Linked DNA regions of Anas platyrhynchos: region 1 is linked to region 2. Evidence: chromatin contacts called from public Hi-C data. All regions are on one chromosome and are shown on one strand. Each heading gives the region's core, a stretch centred on a gene start, on an enhancer-like site or on the middle of the called end of the contact. The rest is flanking DNA. Distances are from core to core; before and after follow the strand shown. Region 1 has its middle 150 kb from the start of WNT4. Region 2 holds the start of WNT4 (Wnt family member 4).

Region 1 (4,795 bases), core at 1,703-4,202, 150 kb before region 2:
TCAGTGGGATTTCTCCAGTGGCCACATCCAAACCATGCTTTTTTCACAAATTTTGACGTGCACCTTTTTCAGGCAGCACAGCCCACAAATCTGCGTTGGCCTCTCAGGTCTCTTAGAGCATCTCTTGGTGACAGCTGGGCTGTCATATCATGCAATTCTCCCCACAGAGGGGAACAACAATGAGACAGAGATGCAGCCATTTCGGCTTAGCTCAGGCAGGGACAGCAGTGAGAACAGGTTTCTGTGACATGAGTGCAAGCTCAACGCTGTGCAACTGCATCTTCCCCCTCCTAGCTCATACATAATCTCTCCTGTGCAGTGGAGCCTGGATGGCAGCAAGCTTTATCCCTTGCTTGTGGCTTCTACTTTGAGCGCTTGAGGGCACTGTTGGAATTTGGAAAGAGGCAGATGTCAGGGATGAAAGATCTGTTTCCAGTCATACCATGCAGAGGCACATCAGTTTGCAAGGACTGTGGCTTCCACTGGAAACCTTCCTGTTCAGAGGGGAATATAACTTTGGCATGAGTGTACTGTCTCAGGCAAAAACTGATTCTTCAGAAAATACACTGTGTTCAGTTTTGGGCCCCTTGCTACAAGAAGGACATTGAGGTGCTTGAGCGAGTCCAGAGAAGGGCAACGAAGCTGGTGAGGGGCCTGGAGAACAAGTCCTACAAGGTGTGGCTGAGGGAGCTGGGCTTGTTCTTCTGCCTGGAGAAGAGGAGGCTCAGGGGCAACCTTATCACACTCTATAGGTACCTTAAAAGGAGGCTGTAGCGAGGTGGGGGTTGGTATATTCTCCCACGTGCCTGGTGACAGGATGAGGGGGAATGGGCTGAAGTTGTGCCAGGGGTGTTTTAGGTTGGATATTAGGAAGAACTTCCATACTGAGAGGGTTGTGAGGCATTGGAATGGGCTGCCCAGGGAAGTGGTGGAGTCACCATCCCTGGAGGTCTTTAAAAGACATTTAGAGGTAGAGCTTAGTGATATGTTTTAGTGGAGGACTTGTTAGTGTTAGGTCAGAGGTTGGACTAGGTGATCTTGGAGGTCTCTTCCAACCTAGATGATTCTGTGATTCTGTGATCAAGTAATTAAGACTTCTTCAACCTTCTTTTTTTCTGTAAGCATTTCTCCCTTCCATCTTTTTTAACCCCAGAGCTTCCCCTGAGGGTCAGATTTTAGGGAAAGGAGTCGGTTGTACAGTCAGTTCTTGGGAGGAAGTGGACCTTAAAAGGCAGCAAGTTTGATCACGTGGAAATATGCTTCACCTGCATATACACTATATGTTTCCTAAGTGCCGTTCATGCAAGGACTTGCAGCCTGTTCGTGTGCAAACACAGATCTGCTTCTGCTATCAGCCTCCAAGGGAGCCAGCAGAGCAGGCTGTGCTCCAGGGTCAATGCTTCGACGGCTCCAAAGGACTGCACACAGCACTCTGCTGAGAAGCTGTGCCAGAATAATTATTTACATGTGCTGGTATAAAGTAATTACTAATGGAGCAGAACACCATGCACAACCCCTCCAAGCTGTCCTGGAGGAGACACTGGGAGGTACTGAGCAAAGTGCACTCTCCGTGTACCAAACTCCACATTTCCTCCCACGTCAGTCCTTCCCGCTCTTCCCACGAGACCAGCTGTTTTGTGGCAGAGTAGTCTCTGTCACCCCTTTTGGCTCTATCCTCTTGCTTTTGCCAGCACAACCCGAGGTTGTGCTCAGAGTCTGTAAGTTGCACTGTTATTCCAGGTAAATCACACACAAAACTCAGTCTGATGAGGTCTTTTGGGGAAGACAACATTCATATTAAGAAGTTGGAACTGTAAAATTGATTTTTTATTATTTCACTTCTGTGTTTCTCCAACCAAACTGAATTTTCACTTAAGAGGTGGACCACTAGCACAACTTTGTGCGCCTAGACTAATTTCCTAATGCCTGCTTGTAGTTTCTGGTCCACCAGCTTCCTGGGCTTTGGGCTTCACTGTAATCTATTGCAATGATTTATAAGGGGGATAATCTCCTTGGCATTTGCCATGCCTGCTCCCTTCTGTGTGGTATGTAGGGGAAGATGTCTTGCATCCAGGAGGCTGGACTGCACCCACTCTGCTGAGTGTGATGGCCCACTGTCTGAGCAGAACATGCCAAGAACATAACCAAGAACATGCCATCAGACTTTGCAAAGAGCATCTTCAGCTTCTCCATCAGATATCTGACTGGAATCATCTCTAGAAAATCCAAATCCCAGGCTCTGCGGAAGATCACACACCTGTGATCTATTACTAAATGTGATCAGTTTTTTTCCTATCTTTTCACAAATAGGTCAGAGTTTCAGGAGGCTGCAGAGATTTCTTTCAGGATGGGGCACAGCCCTTATCTTTAGCTGGGCATCAGTATTCAGCCCTGGTGCCACTCCAGGCATGACTTCATTCTCAACTCAACATGCCTAGGCATCTGTCCATGATGTCAGCTCTTTAGTCCTACAGTATAGTATTAGTGCCTGGCCTCCTTTAATCAAAATCCCACCCTAAATGTAGCCCAGAACTCACCCCTCACGTGCTGGTAGGAGTTGCTGTTATCTGTCACACTGATTATTTGTCTTCTCACCAACATTGCAGTACAAATTACTGTCTCATCTCCAGTTCCTCCTTCTGTTGGGATCTTTGTAGCATCTCTTGAGCCTCTCCTTCTGGCCTTGCTGGTGCTCTAACAAGTTACAGAGTTATCTGCATGTGCAGCACAAGGTATGCCCAGATCAACCTACTTGTATTTGTGATCTCAGAGGTGATCTCCAAAGCCCCTCAATAGGGGCTTCTTCAGGGATCACTCAGTGTATGCACTGTGGTGAGCTGGTGCATTCAGTGCCTTCCAAAGGACACAGTCAGCAGCTTCTTCTCTATCTAAGCACAATTTCCTTCTTATCTGTGGATGCTCTGCTAGCAAAGGCTATGGCTCAGCAGGATCCCCGTTGCTTTGTCTGCAAGCCAGAGGCTGTGCTGGGCACTGGGTACAGAGCAGTCCCTCCCTCCAACATTGCTGGCCAGAGGCCACACACTTTTCTACCCATTCTATTCCCTTCTGTCTACTGCACAGCAATCAGCCACTGTGTCTCAACACCAGCAGCTACCACTTGTCAATCATTTCTCATAACTGTTAGTCTTGTGACATTTCCTTTTTGTTAGAGCTCCCTCTCTCGGCATCACCCCTACACATTCCTTGTTATTACCTCTGTAGGCCCATGCTGATGCAGACTTCTCTGCTACAGAATCAAGTATCTATTTCTTCTCCTATGTCTTGGCTTTGAGTAAAAAACTATATCTCTATACTCTTTTTTTTTTTTTCCTATTTTTTTTTTCTGGTGACAGCACTCATCAACACTTCTCTCAGCTGTTCTCGTGCTTCACACACCATTCCAGGGTTGAGGAGTCTATTCTTCCAGAAATCATATCCCCATTTAGATAATAAAGGGGTTTTCTTTCATTTTCATGTCTTTATCCTGGTGGCCAGCCCTGCACACAGCCTGTTTTACCTTCCATACATGTACATGGGTTTGTCCGTGATTCAGCATCCTCAGTGGTCTGGGTCCCTACAGTTGTCCATTTGTTCTGTTTCTAGATGCTGATTTGTTTTCCTATTAATCTCCCTCCCTCCCTGCAACTCTCCCTAGACTGATTGCAGCCAACGCATTTCATGTATCACGTGCTGCATAATAACACAAGGGAAGGGGACTTCATGCCTGTAACCCGCTTCTCTGTAAGGGCTATTTCCAGAGGTGGCAGGTGCTGGCAGGGCTCCAGCCATGTGCTCGCATGCTGACTTAGCAGCTCTTCCTCCAAAGTGACCTCCGTGGCACATGTCCCTCTGCACGTCCCAACCCAGTTGTTGTATGGACCATGTTCCTGCTAGGGCAGAGACTCCTGCCAGTCCCTTTTTCAGCCCTCATCACACACAGGCTGCTGCATGCCAATGCCTGGTGCTGCCTGGAAGAGGAAAGCGTGCTCAGCTTTCCCACAACCACATTTTGCTTTCTTTGGTGGACAAGCAGAGCATGGAGACTCAAACAACCTTCTGCTGGTGCCAAATGCAGAGGTAGTGCCACAGTTTGGCTCATGGTCTTCTTTCCAGCTGGCAGGGTTGAACTGCAGAAAGAACGGCTTGGTGTTCTCTATTGCTTAGCCACACGGGTAAATCTGTGCCCTGTGCACCTGCCTGGGAAGAGTCCCATTTCCAGGCTTCACAGAGGAGGGTTTTTACTGGAGTGCCTCAAACACTTCAAAAGGGTCATTTCTCATGGACTGGGATCTGGCCCCTGGGATCAATGAAGGACCAGTGGGAGAGATCCTGCTGGTGGCATCTAACAAGGTGGGACCTACCCCTAGCTGATGCAGGCAGAGCAACCAGCTGCCCACATGCTATACCTTTGGTATCCTAGTCCAAATGCCTGACAGGACACTTGGGAAAGTGGTGTTGCACAGCAGTTTCTTTTATCAGGGAAAATTGGTTTACGGACTTGCTGGTAATCATCTCTCTATTATCATGCCACAGCTGCTTGTCCCTACCATGTGCTGACACACACAAGAGGCTAAAGACGAGCCTCTTCTCTGTGTGGGCAGGGCATGCTCCTGAAAAGAGGAAAGTTGATCTGTCTGGACACAGGAAAGTGGGGACAGTCACTGTTCAGCAGGGGTGCCCCATACTCCCTGTCTGCTGTCACAGAGGAGCCCAAGCCCTTACTGACACAGGAAATGACCCCCCCAGCTTACCACTAGCCAGTGGTAGTTGGCATCTTCAGCATGACTGGGTCAGC
Region 2 (4,737 bases), core at 1,202-3,701:
AAAGGGCCAAGGGATTCCCCTTGCTCTTGGTGAGTGGCCATTTCCAAAGTCTATCCGTTCACACTCATCGCCTCCTTCACCATGGAGGATGTAAAATAAACACCCCTCCTGCCCCGCCACTCTGTTATCAGCTCTGCAGACAACTCACCCGGCACTTCCCTTCAGGGTGACTAACTTCAGATGTGCTGCATCTGCCCCCCCTCAGGGCTCCCATCCATCCCCCTGCAAACACCCAAACCCCGACGCATCCCATGGAGATGATCTAATGCCATGACTGCTGCAAACAACCTCATGGTCATGCACAAATCCACATCTGCCACGTGTGGACAATTCCTTCCTGTGGGGTAAGCTGGGGTGTTCCCTCTGCTCTACCTGCTCCCCTGGGGACAGGTGGCTTGAACCCGCCGCAGCAGCAGGAGGACATCCCGCAGCTCCTGGGCCAAGGGAAGGCACCAAGGCAGACATGTCACAGGCAGAAGGTGGAAAGTAAAGGAGGAGAGAGCAGATCTGGGGAAGAAGCAGAGAACACAAATCTCCAAGGGTGCAAGGGCCAAGTGGCTGCAACCTCTGCTGCTACTAACAGAGAAAAGAACCAGGTGAAGACCACACGATCTGCTACATCTCCCTGGCTCACCTAACCAACCCTTAACTCAGAGCCAGGTGCTGGGAGGGGACTTCATGGGGCAGAAGAGCATCTTGCATGACCCCTCAGCACATGGGGCTCTAATGAAGGCGAGGGAGCCCAGACCTTGCGAAATCAAACCATCGTATCTCACAGTCTTCCAGCCCAGGCCAGGTACCTGCTGTGCCATCCTGACATCAGGGCTGCTCTGGGAAGAGCCACAGCATTCTCTGAGCCTGCCAGCAGCACTGCCAGCATTAGCACCTCAGCCAGGGATGCTCCTTGGGCCGCAGGTATGCATGGTGCCCCTGAGACCCCTGCAGAGGTCCAGGGCCATGCTCACTCATCTGAATTCTGTTGGACTCTTTGGTGTTGGCTTTTGTGGGGCAATAAGGCACCTGAGGTCCAAACACTTGTGAGTGCACACTATTTGTGTGCACTTACATGGCTCTGGCAGCCCAGCCAGGCACCTCTAACCTCTCTTACCCATTAGCTTTTCAGCCAGGTCTTGCCTTCCTGATGACTTCACTCAACACTCAGAGGCATTAGAAGCAAGAGGAAAGCCACGGTTTTGTCTTGCACAATGAGCCAGATTAATCAGCTCCAGTTGCACTGAATTACCTAGTCGGGGCTCACAGCGACAGCCTCCAATTCACCTGCCCACCAGCCAGTGTCCCGCTTTCAACCAAGATCATCAGCAAGAACACGAAGCTAGATGAATGACTAGGTGAGGGTGGGCTGCAGCCTGTCAGGAGCTAGAAAATACGTCAAAGCGCTTTGAAATTAAATCCTCACTTTGACAGGGAACTAATGCACAGATTTTAAAGTAGGTGTAATATACTTAGGCATGTGTGCAGCACAGTGCAAGTTGCCATGCTTTGAATAAGTATGCTCCAGCTATGCTGTGAGCAGGAAAATTGGGCTGAAAAGACAAAGGGAATTTTGAATAGCTCCAAACCAGCTTGGCAAGATTTTAGAGATGGTAGCAAGAGGTTTTAGTAATGGACCTAACTAATAGCATTGACAGGAGGAGATTTGGTGCACAGTTGTTTGCTGCTTGGGATCTTGGGTTTCACTCCAAGCAGCCGTCTCATGACATCTCGTGTTGCTCCTGGCTTTAAATTGAGTCATTTGTGCCCATGCGGTCTGTGGGGGATAGATGGAGACATGGCAGATGGGGAAAGAGATGGGGATTCCCACTGCATCTCCTGGCCTCCAGGGCCAGCAAACCAGGCTGCTGGGATTCCCAGCAGTTGACCTTTCTAGACAACTTCAGGTGTGGATTTAATCCTTAATGCTTGTTTGAGCATCCTCCTCCACATGCTCAAAGCCCAGCACTAGGCACTGCAGGGACAGACCTGTGGTGACACAAAGAGGGTGTGTGGCCCTGTCCCGATGCCAGCTCCAGCTGCTATTCCTATTGAGGGTAATCCCCCAGGACCTCCCTCTTTTCAGTTTGCAGATGACGAAGTCAAGAGCTGCCTATTTGTGGCGAACCCTCAGAAACCTCTCCTTGGGAGACTCCTTCCAACACAAGTGGAGGCAGTTCATGGGATGCCCAGGTTACTCCCAGCGCTACGGAAAACCGAGGCACCACCGTGCTCCATCCCGAGCCCCACGGCCCGCTGCCGGCGGTGGAGCGGCACCGGGGGGGGGGGGGGGTGGGAATCGCTGGCGGGCAGCGCAGCGCGGCGAGGGGACGCCACCGGTGCCGCCCCGGGGGTGTCCCCAGCGGCGGGACCCGCCCCGGGAGCCGCAGTCTGGGGCCGCCCCCGGGGCTGCCCCCGCCTCCGGCCCGCCCCCGGCCCGCCGCTCCATCCCGGGATGGGCCGGCCGAGCTGACAGTCGGGCTCGGCGGCCGCCGCGGGCGCATCTACCGGGCAGCGCCCGCCGCCAGCCGCCGCCGCTCCTGCCCGGCGCCCACCTGCGGCGGCGGCTGCCTGGGGGCCGTGGGCCGGGCGGGGGGGGCGGGCGCCACCGCCGTCGCCGCCACCGCCACCGCCGTCGCCACCGTCGTCGCGCTCCGCTCCGCTCCGCTCCTTCCTTCCCTGCCTGCCTGCCTGCCCTCCAGGATGAGCCCGGAGTATTTCCTGCGCTCCTTGCTGCTCATCATCCTCGCAACCTTCTCGGCCAACGCCAGCAACTGGCTGTGAGTAGCCGCGGGCGAGGGGAAGCCGCCGCCGCCACTTGTTGCTTCCCCCCGGGGGCGGCCGAGCAGGTGCCGCGGGGCCCGGCAGCATCCCCCCCGCGGGGGTCGCGCCCCGTCGCTGCCCAGCTTCGGAGCGGGGCGGCGGCGGAGTTCGGGCTCCCGGCCCCGGGTCAGCCCGCGGGGGGCTCCGGGCTGTCGCCCCCTCCGAGCCGGCGGGGCCGGGGCTGGCGGCCCGGCGGCCCCGGCAGGTGGGCTGCAGGGATGCAGACCCTGCCCGGCTGCTCGGCTCCCGCGCCTCGTCGAGGCCGCTCACCGGCTCGCTTGAGGGGCACGAAAGACCCCTCTTTCGCCTTTTGTTCTTCAGTTACTCGCTTGGGCTGCGCTGGGGAGCCGAGGTCGGGCCCCCGGGTCAGAGCAGGGCCTGGGGCTTGGCGAGGCGCCCCGTGAGGGCCATCGGTCCAGGGAAGGACTTGGCAGGGCCAGGGCGGCTGCTGCGGCCGAGCTGGGCTCGCTCGTGCGCTGGCCCCGGGGACCCGTTGCAGGTCAGGCTGCGCGTGTCTTGGCTCCCGCTGCCCCCCGAGCACAGTCAAGGGGCCGTGGGGGGCTGCTGCGTGCTGCAGAGGAGCCCGGTGACATTGGTTACCCGCTGAGCAAACACTGAAATAATGTCTAAGGTAAACAGGGGTGGAAATCGTTCTGGAAAATTCCTGCACATTTGCCAAGGCTGAGGGGCTGTCTTCTGGGGAGACCCCCAGGGCAGAGGGGACGGAGTGTGACAGCGCGTTCCCTCAAAGCTCTGAGGGACGGCTTCCTCCTAATAAATCTTGTCTTTTGGGAGACACTATTTGCCCCGTTCCCAGCGTCACCGGCTGCTGTGCTCGCAGGCTGAACTCAGATCCCAGTGCTTGCACCAAGCGGACCTGCTGTCGGGCTGGGCGTGTGGGCCGCATCCAGCTCGCTTCCCCAGGCCTCCATCAGCAAGGGCAGGCACACCACAGACCCCCAGGGAGTCCCCAGGGCTGGAGGCTGGGGCTGCCAACACAAAAGCTCCCTGGAGGCTTGCAACTCTCCCGACAATCACACCCAGGCAGGCATGGACCCAGAAGCATGTCCCCTGTGGAGTGCTCTCTGTGATTCCCATCTCTCCTGCCTTTAGGTTTGGCTTGCTGCAGACTGCAGGAGGTGGATTGGTTTTGGAGGATGCTCCCTACGGCTGGGGAAAGCTGGCACCAGGTCAGCAGTATTCTCCCAGTGTCCTGCTGATGGGAAAAGGTGCTCACCCTCGGGCAGCTGGCTGGGATGTGTTAGCGCTCAGCCTTCCTCCCCCCTGTTTTGCCAGATGGAGCGACTTGTGCTCCGATAGACTCTAGCAAAGAGGTGGGTGGATCGCAGCAGCTATCAAGGTAGTCTTTAAGCTGTCACGCCTCTGGTGAAGGTACATCGGAAAGAGTGGGAGCGCTTTTCCCGCAGGGAGAAAGTCCGGAGGAAGCCCTGCAGGATGACGGCAGGTCCCGGGGAGGAGCAGCCCCTGCTCGCCCAGGATGGGCATGGGGAAGCACCTGGTGAAGGAGGGGTTCGGTGTTAAACCACAGCAGCAGGGTCAGCTCCACATGGGTGTGTGGAGGGGGAGTCCTGGCACACGGCTGCAGGGCTGGGGCTGGTGGGGAGAAGTGGGAAGATGAGGCAGGCAGAGGGGTGGCTCACTGCGACAAGCGGTAGCACTGTGTGCAGCCAGCCATGCTTGCAGCACGACGAGAGCACAGCACGAGGGGTGGGCGTGGGGGGTTCATCCATGGGAGAACGGAGGGCTCATTCCTGCCAACAGGGGAGGAAAAGCAGATACAGCTCAGTGCGTTCAAAAGAAAGGTTCAACTTTTTGATGTTACAAATGTATTGTGATAAAAGGATCATCCCCCGCTCAGTGCTTTTTATTCTTTGCCTTTAGGATTAAGACAATTCCCATTGT

What was found. Hi-C and Micro-C count contacts between places; a contact is called where the count stands out from the background.
Region 1: a Hi-C map of F5 follicle shows a contact between it and region 2, with 2.3 times the contacts expected there. The contact joins the enhancer-like site here to the promoter of WNT4 in region 2. A contact is called at or near these places in 2 of 8 Hi-C or Micro-C datasets (F5 follicle and subcutaneous adipose tissue).

The regions. Positions count from the first base shown.
Region 1 is chr22:8,348,513-8,353,307 of IASCAAS_PekinDuck_T2T, reverse strand. No RefSeq gene overlaps it. Among named protein-coding and RNA genes, the nearest start is that of WNT4, 150 kb to the right of the region's middle. Within about 2 kb of position 2,952, at least 1 of the 8 cell types and tissues checked has an H3K27ac peak or open chromatin away from gene starts, as enhancers often do. A contact at or near this core is called in F5 follicle, where this site is marked.
Region 2 is chr22:8,199,484-8,204,220 of IASCAAS_PekinDuck_T2T, reverse strand. WNT4 (Wnt family member 4) reads left to right here and starts at 2,451. Exons shown (of 5, transcript XM_027443167.3): 1 at 2,451-2,771. The coding sequence starts at 2,695.